Linked DNA regions of Mus musculus: all the other regions are linked to region 1. Evidence: chromatin contacts called from public HiCAR-type, HiChIP or PLAC-seq and promoter capture Hi-C data. All regions are on one chromosome and are shown on one strand. The core of a region is the stretch at or near the end of the contact, and the rest is flanking DNA. Distances in the headings are between cores, read along the strand shown. Region 1 holds the start of Ackr4 (atypical chemokine receptor 4). Region 2 holds the start of Glyctk (glycerate kinase). Region 3 holds the start of Pcbp4 (poly(rC) binding protein 4). Region 4 holds the start of Tex264 (testis expressed gene 264).

Region 1 (2,700 bases), core at 111-2,610:
AGTTGCTCCTAAATGGCAGCTCCTATCAGAAAAGCCCCCCAAGATTAAAAAGGTGGCCTTTCTGTATCAAAAGGAAATGAGATAGAGGGAGGTGAGGGCCCAGAGGCACAAGCTGAAAGGTCCACATGACACAGCTCTGAGTCCAGGCCTGTGGTAGATCCTGGCTTTCCCTCCACAGCCCCCAAGAAGAAACAGGATCTCTGGCCACACACCATCGAACACCATGAGCACACTTTCTGATGAAAAAGTTAAAGACTTTTAGGACTGAAAATAATTTGGTTTGAAAAATTTTTTAAATTTCCTAGCTATTTTTCCAATGGTATTCACACCATAAAATGACAATAAGAAACAGAGAAGACTGGGGTATATTTTATTCAATACAGTATTTCCAAAATATAATTCGATGTAGGCTCAATATGTAAAGGTATTATCTAGTAGATATTTTATATTATTTTCAGTTAAGTTTTCAAAATCCAGTATGTAAACACTTACTGTGTTTATTTGGATGCCAAATTTTGATTTAAAATATTTCTCTTTGTGACGAGATTTCAAAACATCCTTACTTGATAAAGCAGACCACCAACTCAAACCTTTCCAACTGTAGCTAACGGCTGTCCTCTGCTGTGCCGGTGACATTTCGATGCAGAGGGCTGTGGTGACCCACAGTGGCACTGCAGAGCTGTCAGAACATGTCTCGCCTGATCAGACCAGCTCCCAGGGAGCTGTGGAGCTCTGACATAGCACCGATTAGTTACGGATCTCCTCAGCTTTTTCTATGTAACCTAAGTGGCCTTGATCGCCTGTTCTCCTAACAGGCTACACTTCCTTGTGAGCTTTCACCTGCATGAGATTTCACCAGAACTACTTCCTGTTGGGTTAGAAAGAGGCTTATTGGGAACTCCGAAATCTTCAAGCTATTGCTTTCTCTGAGGTGCTAAATTAAGCTCCAAAACACTGCTAAAAGGGGTACAGCTGCAAGTATTTCAGAACAAGGTTATTTAGGCCTGGGGTGTCTATTCACTTGGCTGAATTCCAGAAATAGCTCTACCATTCTCAGTGTGACCTCATCACAGGTCATGTGTATAAAGTGAATGCTAACCCATTAGACACCAGACTCAATGGCAGTTATGGGGTTTCCTATTTACCTCACGTCTGTGTGATCCTTACTTAACATTATAAAACCCAGTGATCGAAATAGATGCTAAAATCTTTACCATGGGTGAATAATTAGCCTTGTGCTCAAACTACTCAAGAGATGTGAGATGTAAGTTTTGAGCTGGTCAAGAGTGTGCCCCGGGTTGCTCCATCACATCCTGGCTGTCAACCGTCTGGCTTGGTCCTGAAGCTCCATCTTGGCGATCGCTGAGAGGTGGACTTCGTCAGGGCCGTCTGCCAAGCGCAGGGTGCGTATGATGGCGTACCTGAGAGAATGGGGTCAGAGTTATCAGAGAGCACAACACCGTCATGTCATGCTCACTCCAAACCAAGGAAAAGGAACATGAAGAGAAAGGCCAAAGGCTTCTGAAGCTGCCATTTTAAAGATCTCAGCTCAGGGAGATTCAAGATGGCTACCCAGAGGCGAAGGTAACTCGGGACTATGTCAGGTTGGTAGCTGACACTATGGTGGGGGGGGGGGCGCGGAGATTCTTTCCTGTGACTAAGAACTTTGGTGGTAGAATCAGAGAGATCCACTGTTTCTATGGGCCATGCAAGAGTGGGGACATTGTGGCAGTTCAGAAGTAAAGCCAGAAGTGGGTGTGGCTTTCTTTGTGTGGGGGCACCCCAACAGTGAGAGCAGAAGGCCTTAGACTAGGCAGTAATCCCCACTGGGTGGAAGGACTTCCTCAGGGAAGGCTGCTGCGACTGGTGCTCCCGGCCTCAGCGGCGCAGAGGGACCAGGCATGGGCATATGCTGACCAGTCAGGGTCTCTGGTGCCTGGGAGGGAACTGAACCCAAGGACAGAAAGTTCCTCTCAACTCCCTTTTGCATTGCTCCACAGAAACACAGGCACACAAAGGAAGAGTACATTTGGGGCCCTGGGGACACTGAATGCATTTTAGGATACTCGGAGGCAAGGAAAAAAGTTCAGAGGATATAAAATTCATTTAATGAAATAATAAAGACAAATAGGACATCAAATAGACATGATCAGAAAAGACCTTCACCATGGCATAATATACTTAAACTGTCAAAGGTACAAAGGCAAAGTAGGAGTTGCAGCATCTGCAAGAGGAAAATGACAGCCACATGCAGGGGTGACCTTTCTAGACTAACAGCTTAGCTCTCAGCAGAAAACCCATAGGCCAGGAAGGAATGCATTCTAAGTCCTAAAAGGAGGTAACTGTGATACAAGACTATTATAACGCCCAGCAGAGCCAGCCTTTAGAAACGAAGGAGAATGGCTTTCCAAGGCAAGAAAAGCCCGGGGACTCTGACCATCAGGCCAGCCTTACAAATGACAAGTAAAAGAAAGCACTTCAGTTGGCTGAGGGTAGCTCTTTTGGCACAGTGACAATCTAGCATACAGGGGCCCTGAATTTGATTCCAGCACTGCATATAAAAGCCAGGCAAGATAGCACATGCCTGCAAGCCCAGGATTTAAGAGTTAGGGACAAGAGGGACATCAGAAGTCCAAGGTCTTCCTGTGCTACATAGCAAGGTGAGTTTGAGGCTAGCCTGGGCTATATAAATATTTTTTT
Region 2 (2,700 bases), core at 96-2,595, 2.0 Mb before region 1:
CATACATGAAAACTGAACATGTTTGCAGGCGTCCCGCGGCAGTGCCCTGTGTATTCCTTTTTACAAACAGTAGTTTCTGGGAAAGCTAGCTGGGAACTACAAGGCTAAATGGCGGAGGTTTGGCAGGCGCTACGTTGTTTAGGAGTGGGATAAACTGTTACCTGGAGTTTTCTCTGTCAGCTTGTACAGAGAATCAGAAAGCCCTAGGTGTCAGGAAAATACGAGCGTCAGTCTCCCAAGCACTATGGAGAACTGGATGACTTTATGCATGCTAGGGAAGGTCTCTCCCACAGGACTACACTTTCAAGTTCCCTTGAAAAGTGAGAGTTAGGCTTCATTGTGTCCCACATCTTGCAAATGAGCTCAGTGTGAGAAAAGATATACTAATACACGCTTTAAAAAAAGCTAGAACCCCATCCCTAGACTCCGCCCTCTTCCACCCATGCTTACGGATACAGTTGTCTTTCTACCTTTTTAGGGGCTTGAATGTAGCTCAGTGGTAGAGCGCATGCTCGCTCGTTACATGGACAGCCCGGGCACAGTCTTCAGTACCCTCCTGTCCCTAAACTTAGATATCTTTTTGCAGCTGAGTCTTTTATTGTTCCTGTATAGTTACGCTGTAGCTTCCCGACCTTTACCCCAAGACCTTTCTGTCCTTCACTCTGCCCAGTGGAGAAAATGATTGTTTGGGCTTCATTACTGGAACCCGGCCTTTGCCTGCTCTAGCACTGGGCTGTTTTTGTTGTGAAGGGTGTAACTCAGGACTTGTTTTTTGCTATCATGGAGCCAGAAAGGGATGTTCCTGGCAAGGCTGATCATGACCAGCTGTATGGGGACAAGGGTGTCTGGTCTTGTCCTATAGATTGAGCCCCATAGCACATGTCCTTTTGCTTATAACCTGGGGACTTGCTGAAGGTCTGACCTTGAGTGAGATTTGTGGTTACTCTTGATTCGTGCCTGGACCACTTGCTGAACTAGCCTGAGTCCTGAGCTTCCTTAGGCTGTGTGCACTGGTAAATCTGCAGCCTTTCCACATGGACCCAGCTTTGCCAGACTGGTTGTATGAGCTAACAGAGCAGGCTAGAGGTCAATGGACTCCGGGTCAGTTGGCTAGACAACCAATAGCCTTTTTTTTTTTTTTTCTTGGCAGTAGAAGTGGTAAAGGAACGTCTAAGGCATAAATGCCAGAAAGGGGGCACTGCCGTGGTGTGAGGGCTTTGGAAGTACAGGATGTGGAAGAAGAATGGCCCAGGGGCCTGCTGGTAGGAACGGCGTCCTTCATGAATGATTAACTTCTAGGCAAAGGAGGTGACCTAGGAGGAAGGTCCACTTAACAGGAACTTTGGACTTGGAGCAGAGTGTCCAGAAGACTGGTGTGTGGTCTACAGAAGAGGACGTGGCTGGGCATCAGGGCTGGGCTTTCAGGGCTGGTGTAAGATCAGGTTTGCTGCAGGCTTCATGACTTCTCCAGGTTTCATTTCAGGTTATGGAGTCCGCCAGTCCTGAGCCCTCGGAGGGGTGGCCATGATGGATGGTGGGGTTCTGTCCGTGGCCTCACTCCTTCTCCTCCCTCTCTAGGCAGCTATGGACACGAGGCTGTGCTGAGAGAAGCGGGGCATGGCTGCGGCCCTACAGGTCTTGCCCTGTCTCCTCCGAGCCCCATCCCGTCCACTCCTCTGGGGGCCCCCAGTGGCCCGGATGACCAGTGGTATGGCTTTGGCAGAACAGGCACGGCAGCTGTTTGATAGTGCAGTGGGTGCTGTGCAGCCAGGCCCCATGCTGCAGAGGACACTGTCCCTGGATCCTAGTGGCAGACAGCTGAAGGTGCGGGACCGGACTTTCCAGCTGCGGGAAAACCTCTACCTAGTGGGCTTCGGCAAGGCCGTACTGGGCATGGCAGCTGCTGCCGAGGAGCTGCTGGCTCAGCATCTTGTGCAGGGTGTGATCAGCGTACCCAAGGGGATCCGAGCCGCTATGGAACATGCTGGAAAGAAGTAAGAGTCTATGGGCGCAGGGGGACGCCCTCTACTGTCCTTTGGAAGAACACCTCCCTTCCTCTTTGATCTCCCTATCTCCTGGGTCTGGCCTGGTTTCTAAATGGGTTATCAGTGGGCCGCTTTCACCTGTACAGCTGAGAAGTCAGGTCGGAGGAGAGGAGCCCACCCCCATCCCTTCTCCCTTCTCAGAGAGATGCTGCTGAAGCCACACAGCCGCATCCAGGTGTTCGAGGGCGCCGAGGACAACTTACCGGATCGGGATGCACTCCGGGCCGCGCTGACCATCCAGCAGCTGGCAGAGGGGCTCACTGCAGATGACCTGCTGCTGGTGCTCATCTCAGGTGTGGGACCAGCCGACAGGGGTGCCCCGAGTACCATATGGTCACAGGGTGAAGTCAGGACCATGGCAGACAGTGAGGAACCTGGAGGGTACCTAGTGAGTGGTGTCAGGTTGGTCACCTCTCCTCAGCTGGAAGTTCACCCTGTTGAACATCTGTAATGGTGAAGGCACAGCTGGGTACTAACACTGACACACATCAGAACCTTTGGAAGACATTGCTGTCTGCAGCGGTGTCATTCGTGCTCCTGAAGCTGAGTTTCCAGACCCCATGGATCTCTCTTCTTGCTTATTTGCTGTTTTTTCTTGCTCTTTCTTAGTTAAATTTAAAAACAAAAATTTTTGGGGGGTATTGGGGATAGAGTT
Region 3 (2,700 bases), core at 121-2,620, 2.3 Mb before region 1:
CAGGAGCTAGGAACTGGGAATGGAGGCTGGAGGAGAGTGGGCGGGTGGACAGAGCCTGTCTGGGGACACAGGGTGGGGCAAGCCATCCTCTCTGCAGCCTGGGCCTGCCAGGGTGTGTGGGCCGCCCGCTCCCAGCCCCCCACCCTGAGCATGCAAAGAGAACAATCCCCTTGTGTTTGGGCAGCCTGAGCCTGCGTGCTGATGAAGGCTACGGGGTGGGGGCTGGGATAGGGGTGCTTTGAAACAAGAAGGGGTTCCAGGACCTAGAAAGATAATACTCTCAAATGGAAAAAACAATAGACCCTCCCAGATGTTGGCCCTGAGGCCACCAGGGTGACCCCACTGAACACTGAACGCCAGAGATAACTCCTGACCAAAGCTTAGTGTGTTTATAGGGAAGACAGGAACCCTGGGGACACATGCCTTGTTGGTCCAGGGAGAAGGTAACGTCTTTGGCTTGGTGGGAACCCAAAGCCACACATTCTGAGAGAAGGGGTGTGAAAGGACCAAGGTACATCCCCTGGAGGACCATTCCCTTGGGTGCCGGGGTGGGGCGGGGCTCTGGGTGCCACAGGTCTCAAGATGGCGGGCCTGGTTTAGGAGTGTGAGGAGGTGGGCACCTCCCTCTCCTAGCCAGGGATGCCTGAAGGCCAGGTTTAAGTATGTGGCGGAGTCCCTTCACCTCCATCCCCAGTACCCCAGCCAAGAAGCTAGGTCAGAGCTGGAGATGAAGAGCCACAGGAAGGGGGGAGAACACTGTGCTCCCAACTATCTCCATCCACCTTGGCCTGGAGGTCTGTGTCTGGCTCCCCGAAGGACTGCAGAGAATGGGAAGGGGTGTGTGTGAGAGCCAGGAGCTGCAGAGAGTGGCAGATGAGAACAGGGACGAAGTAGAACCCGAACCCGGGACATGAGGTCCAGAACTGAGAGCTCAAAGGACAGAAACGGCAAACAGGATGAGAGCTTCAAACCTGGTACCCAAGGTCCAAGAAACCCCTCCCTGTAGTGGGGTGTTCCCCTGGAAAACCAACGCCCCCCACCTGTACAGGCCTCAGCCGCATTGGACAGAAAACGTGTTCTTCGCAGCGCCCCCCCCCCCAGGACCGCGATCGGGTGCACACTGGAGCCGATTCCCCGCCCCCCCCCAGCGAACCCCCAAACTTCAATGGCCCGCGGTGCCCCGCCCGGCCCGCGCCTTACCTCGCTGGGGCTGTTCTGCGGCGGCGGCAGCGGCTGGGCCGCTCAGTCCCACATTGTCCCCGGGAAAGGCGGCCGCTCACAACTGCGAGTGACATCAGCTGCGAACAATGAGGGGTTTGACAGGCGCGGAGCCCGGCCGGCCCGGAGCCCGGCTCCGCGCCCCCCCACCCCCACCCCCCGGCCCGCCTGGCCCGGCCCCGCCCCGCCCCCTCCCCGGATCCGATTACAGCGCGGCGGGCCCGCCCCAGCAGCCCCAGTGCCGCAGCCGCCCGCCCCGCCCCGCCCCGCCCCGCCCCGCGCGGTCCGGCGCCCCGAGCATCCGTCGTTTCCGGGAGGGAGCGATGGACCCTTCCCATGCGGCTCACCAGGGGCCCCGGATCCTCCCTGTATGGCTCTCTCCCGGCCTGTCCTTCCCGCCCAGCGCTTCTGCGGAGCTCCCCGCAGCCTTCATCTCAGTCCTGGCCGCGCCTCCCGGCTTCTGTCCCACAGCCCTCTGCCCTGCCCCGGCTCTTGCTTCTTCACCATCCTTCACTCCGGGGTCCAGCCCACCTAGACCCGCTACCTCCGGCGTCCGCACTGTCCGACCCTGGTCCTGGTCCTCCCAGGAGAGGCTACCCGACCAGCTGGAGGAGGGGCATGAGAGCCGTTTGGCCCTTAAACAACCTGTCCCGTGATCCTTCCAATCTCCTGCCAAATTCCTTTTGGAGCTAGGGTCAGAGTGCCATTAACTCCTTTACTAGGAAAGGGATAGGTTGTGTGTGTGTGTGTATATGTGTGTGGGTGGGTGTGTGGGGGGGGGGGGGAATTGAGCCTGCCCTTCCCCCATCTCAGAGCAGATATTCTCCCCCTTTCAGTAATCGGCTCATATAGGTCCCACTGACCTACACCTCCCCCCTCAGCTGAGTCTCTTGGCACCTGGATGTATGTGGGTGGGGAGGGGAATCCAATCTCCCTTTCCCTCCATCTGGCCTAGTGGACAAAGGGCAGGGGGACCATTTGGTCCCGCCAGGGTGGGGGAGGAGCCCACAGTGGCAGTCCCAAGGGGAAGGGGGAGGGGCGGCGCTCCGGAGACAGCAAAAGCATGTGAGGTCTAATTGTATCACTTTATTTCAGGGACCTCCGAAGTCGGTCTCCTCTCCTTATCCCACTCCCAAACCTCAGGGCAGGAAATGGGCTTGGCTGAGAAGATCCGTGCTTGATTACCTGGGGAGGTATGCAGCCCCTAAGGGAGATTTGAAGAGCACCTCCCCTTCTGAGGAGGCCATTCTGGTCTGGGACCAGTTGCAACGGGTAGGTAAGAGAAATCTAGCGGTGGCCACATTTTTATCCTGGCAAGTGGATCTCTGTTTACAAAGATTCCCTCCATCCTTCAGGAAACTGCACATGTACCTGTGCAAACTACACAAGAATGTGGGACCCCTGTGCTGCTCCCAAGGGAAAGGTTCTGTCTGGGTGTGGGATGGATCTAAACAAGCAATACCCATATGCTGTCTGTGGTCT
Region 4 (2,700 bases), core at 131-2,630, 2.6 Mb before region 1:
CCTCAGGCATACCTGCAACTCTGATACTGAGTTCTAGAGTTCCCACCCAGGCTAAGGGAAGTGAGCCAAGACAGCAGGATGAAGAAAGAGTGTCTCCTGACAGTCATTTCCTGACACAGGCTAATGAGTTTCAGAGAGACAGAATTAACATGTGCTCTGAACCTGGGCCATGTGCCCTTCGTGTCTCAAGAACCCTATCTAGTGTACAGCCCACCTGCCCGAAGCAGCCAATCATTACCATGTTTGATGTTCACGGTAAAATAGCTATAATGACTTTCCTGCCCTCTCTACTTTGAAGACTTTTGAGTAGCTAGCTGCTTTTTCTTACCAGCCTGTCTACAGCATTGGGACATTTGTCTTGTGGATGACATTCAAGATCACATGTTACCCCATGGCTGCTGGCTTTTTCCAAAGTCATCTTATATGCTCTTTGGGTGATCAACTTTCCATAAAGCAATCTTGTCAGAAGTACTAATATAGTCCTTGGCCCAGCCTGTCTGGCATCAAGATTTATAAACAGCCAAGTTTACAAGCATAGTGGCCTTCCTCACTTCCAGCATAGATCTGGGCGTCTCAGGAGGTGCCCTCAGTACAGTGCTTTGAGATTCATAGGTCATCAGATCCTAGCTCAAGATTGAACCTGTATTGAAGGAGCTTACCCTTGACTTGGGAGTTACCTAAGTTATATTAACTTAGTAGAAACTCCCAGCAACCACAGCCAGGGCTGTGAAGTAGAAGCTTTGAAAAGAGGTGTTCCCTGGAGTGAACTTCCGGAGGCCAAGGCTTTCATTTGGTTCACTCAGTGTTTCCATAATAAAGGTTGGATGGAGGGATGGTCGTCCCTATGCTCAGAGAATCCCTGATGGGTGGCTGAGTGAAGACACTTAAATTTGCATTCTCCAGAGATTGTTCAGAGCATCTTTTGTTTATCCATAGCTTCCTCAGCTGTTAAGACCTGAGCAAGCGGCCAGACTTGAGAAGGTTCTGAGGGAAGGTGGCGAGAGTAAGACTGGTTCAGTTAGTAAGAGGCCGACATTGCTGTGCGGATCCTCTCTAAAATGCACAAACACTATTCAGTCCCGCTTTGGCTTCCTGGGCTTCTGGAGCAGGCAAACAGGCTGACTTTCCCGGTGCTTGGAGCCCGCCTTCACCCCTGCGCCTTCCCTTCCCTCCCTGTCGGCCAGGATACCTTGGGGTATTGGTTGGTTGTTGCTTGATCACCTTCAGGAGTTCCCCTTCATTGGAAGCAGGAATGTGTGTTGTGGGCCCAACCCAGCTGGGGGGGGGGGAGGCGGCGGGGGAGGCGTGCATGTTACCAAGGAGACGGGGCGGGGCAGGCCTCCGCCCTCCAAATCTGGAGCGCACGCGCCCACAGCCACGGTCACGTCCCGCCGCGAAAGGGGCGGAGCGAGCGCGAGGGGCAAGCGCACACAGGCTCCACGACTGAGCCCCTATCTTCCTCCGGCGCCCGTCCGCGTCCGTGGGGCCGCCGCTGAGGTGAGGGCGGGGCCAGAGGCGAGGCGTTCCCGACGGGGTGTCTGCCGGGGCTCCCCCTCATCCCCTCCCGCCTGCTCCCCGCGGCCTGAGCCGCCCTCTGCCCCGCGTCTGACTCACTGCTGGCCCAGCCTGCTTCCCGGGCCTGAAAGCGACGGGGAGGCGGTCCTGACCTCTCGGCGCGGATCCTGCCTCGGTGCTGGGTGCGGGAACGTCCGGGGTCCGTGGGACTAGAGGGGAACGGGCGGGGCCCTCACCTTTCAGCAGCGCTGCCTGTGGCCGCGCGTCGCGTCGCCGCTCCAAACTTTAGCGTGTCTGAAGTTGCAGAGGTGCAGGAGGCCGTGAAGCGAGCCGGGGCGGCAGGAAGCCGACAGCACGAAGCGGCGACCCCAAGGCCCCCCGGCTGCTAGCACCCAAGTTCGCCGGCGCAGGTCCCTTTAAGGGCCCGGCCCTCCGCAGAGCGCACGTGAGCGGCCTCCGGAAGCCTGCGCCTAGTCCCTACTCCGACGCTTGCGGGCCAAGGAAGTCATCTCTACCCTGCACCTCTGACATTAGTGGAAACTGAGGCCCAAGAGAGGGCACACGCTGCCCAAGGTCAGCAGCAGGGGTTGCGTTGGCGCCAAGTGTGGTAGTCGGGCCCAGTGAAGATCATAGGCATGACGTTGTGAAGCTGGACTTGGCCTGACTCCCCCCCCCCCCCCGCGCGATCTGAGGGTGGGGTTGGCGCGTTTGTAGACGGGTCCCCGTTCTGTGGGCTTTCCCTGGAACAGGGTTACTCAGGGCCTGCTTTGCTCACTGCCTGTGTCTAGGGCTGGGATGACTGTTCCTTTCTGCCCCCCTAGCGCCGGAGTACTGGAGCCCTGCTGGACTGGATGCTATGAGTTGCTAAAAGTGAGCCTGACTTTTTCGGTGAGCCTTCCCATCCCCTGTCCTCGCCTTTCTCTATTGGGTGTGGGGAAATTTGCCTTACTTCTTCCTTGGCTGACCAAAGCTCTGGGGATGGGCAGAAACATAGCCCCCTTTTTCTGAACAGTTTGCGAAGTGGAAGGAAGAGACAGGTTGGGAGCTAAGTTCCCTTAAACAGAAGTGTGTGGCAGTGCTTGTCACTCCCAAGACAGGCTATGGCCTAGATATTGAGAGCTTCTAGCCTTGAGATAAGCGAGGGCCAAAAGATGAAGTGCCTTTTTGGAAACCAGAGGAGGGAAA

What was found. Promoter capture Hi-C pulls out the DNA fragments that hold promoters and counts their contacts. HiCAR-type assays count read pairs that join an accessible place to other places. HiChIP or PLAC-seq counts read pairs in DNA pulled down with a chosen protein or histone mark.
Region 2: an H3K27ac HiChIP or PLAC-seq map of embryonic stem cells shows a contact between it and region 1, with 5 times the contacts expected there. The contact joins the promoter of Glyctk here to the promoter of Ackr4 in region 1. A contact is called at or near these places in 2 of 39 promoter capture datasets (embryonic stem cells and hippocampal neurons) and 2 of 115 datasets of contacts at active chromatin or transcription factors (both in embryonic stem cells).
Region 3: a contact with region 1 is called in a HiCAR-type map of astrocytes, with 2.5 times the contacts expected there. The contact joins the promoter of Pcbp4 here to the promoter of Ackr4 in region 1. A contact is called at or near these places in 2 of 39 promoter capture datasets (hippocampal neurons and liver) and 1 of 115 datasets of contacts at active chromatin or transcription factors (astrocytes).
Region 4: a contact with region 1 is called in a promoter capture Hi-C map of hippocampal neurons, with 4 times the contacts expected there. The contact joins the promoter of Tex264 here to the promoter of Ackr4 in region 1. A contact is called at or near these places in 2 of 39 promoter capture datasets (hippocampal neurons and liver) and 1 of 115 datasets of contacts at active chromatin or transcription factors (embryonic forebrain).

What each region holds. Positions count from the first base shown.
Region 1 is chr9:104,125,303-104,128,002 of GRCm38.p6, reverse strand. It overlaps Ackr4 (atypical chemokine receptor 4), which reads left to right and starts at 1,360. Exons shown (of 3, transcript NM_145700.2): 1 at 1,360-1,584. Acad11 (acyl-Coenzyme A dehydrogenase family, member 11) reads right to left here. Exons shown (of 20, transcript NM_175324.4): 20 at 347-1,421. The coding sequence ends at 1,307.
Region 2 is chr9:106,156,783-106,159,482 of GRCm38.p6, reverse strand. Glyctk (glycerate kinase) reads left to right here and starts at 1,345. Exons shown (of 4, transcript NM_174846.4): 1 at 1,345-1,994; 2 at 2,187-2,338. The coding sequence starts at 1,618. It overlaps D030055H07Rik (a long non-coding RNA gene), which reads right to left. Exons shown (of 7, transcript XR_003948237.1): 6 at 2,249-2,490.
Region 3 is chr9:106,452,508-106,455,207 of GRCm38.p6, reverse strand. Pcbp4 (poly(rC) binding protein 4) reads right to left here and starts at 1,370. Exons shown (of 13, transcript NM_021567.5): 1 at 1,201-1,370. Abhd14b (abhydrolase domain containing 14b) reads right to left here. Exons shown (of 4, transcript NM_029631.3): 4 at 2,290-2,700.
Region 4 is chr9:106,684,632-106,687,331 of GRCm38.p6, reverse strand. Tex264 (testis expressed gene 264) reads left to right here and starts at 1,380. Exons shown (of 6, transcript NM_001081654.2): 1 at 1,380-1,497; 2 at 2,337-2,403.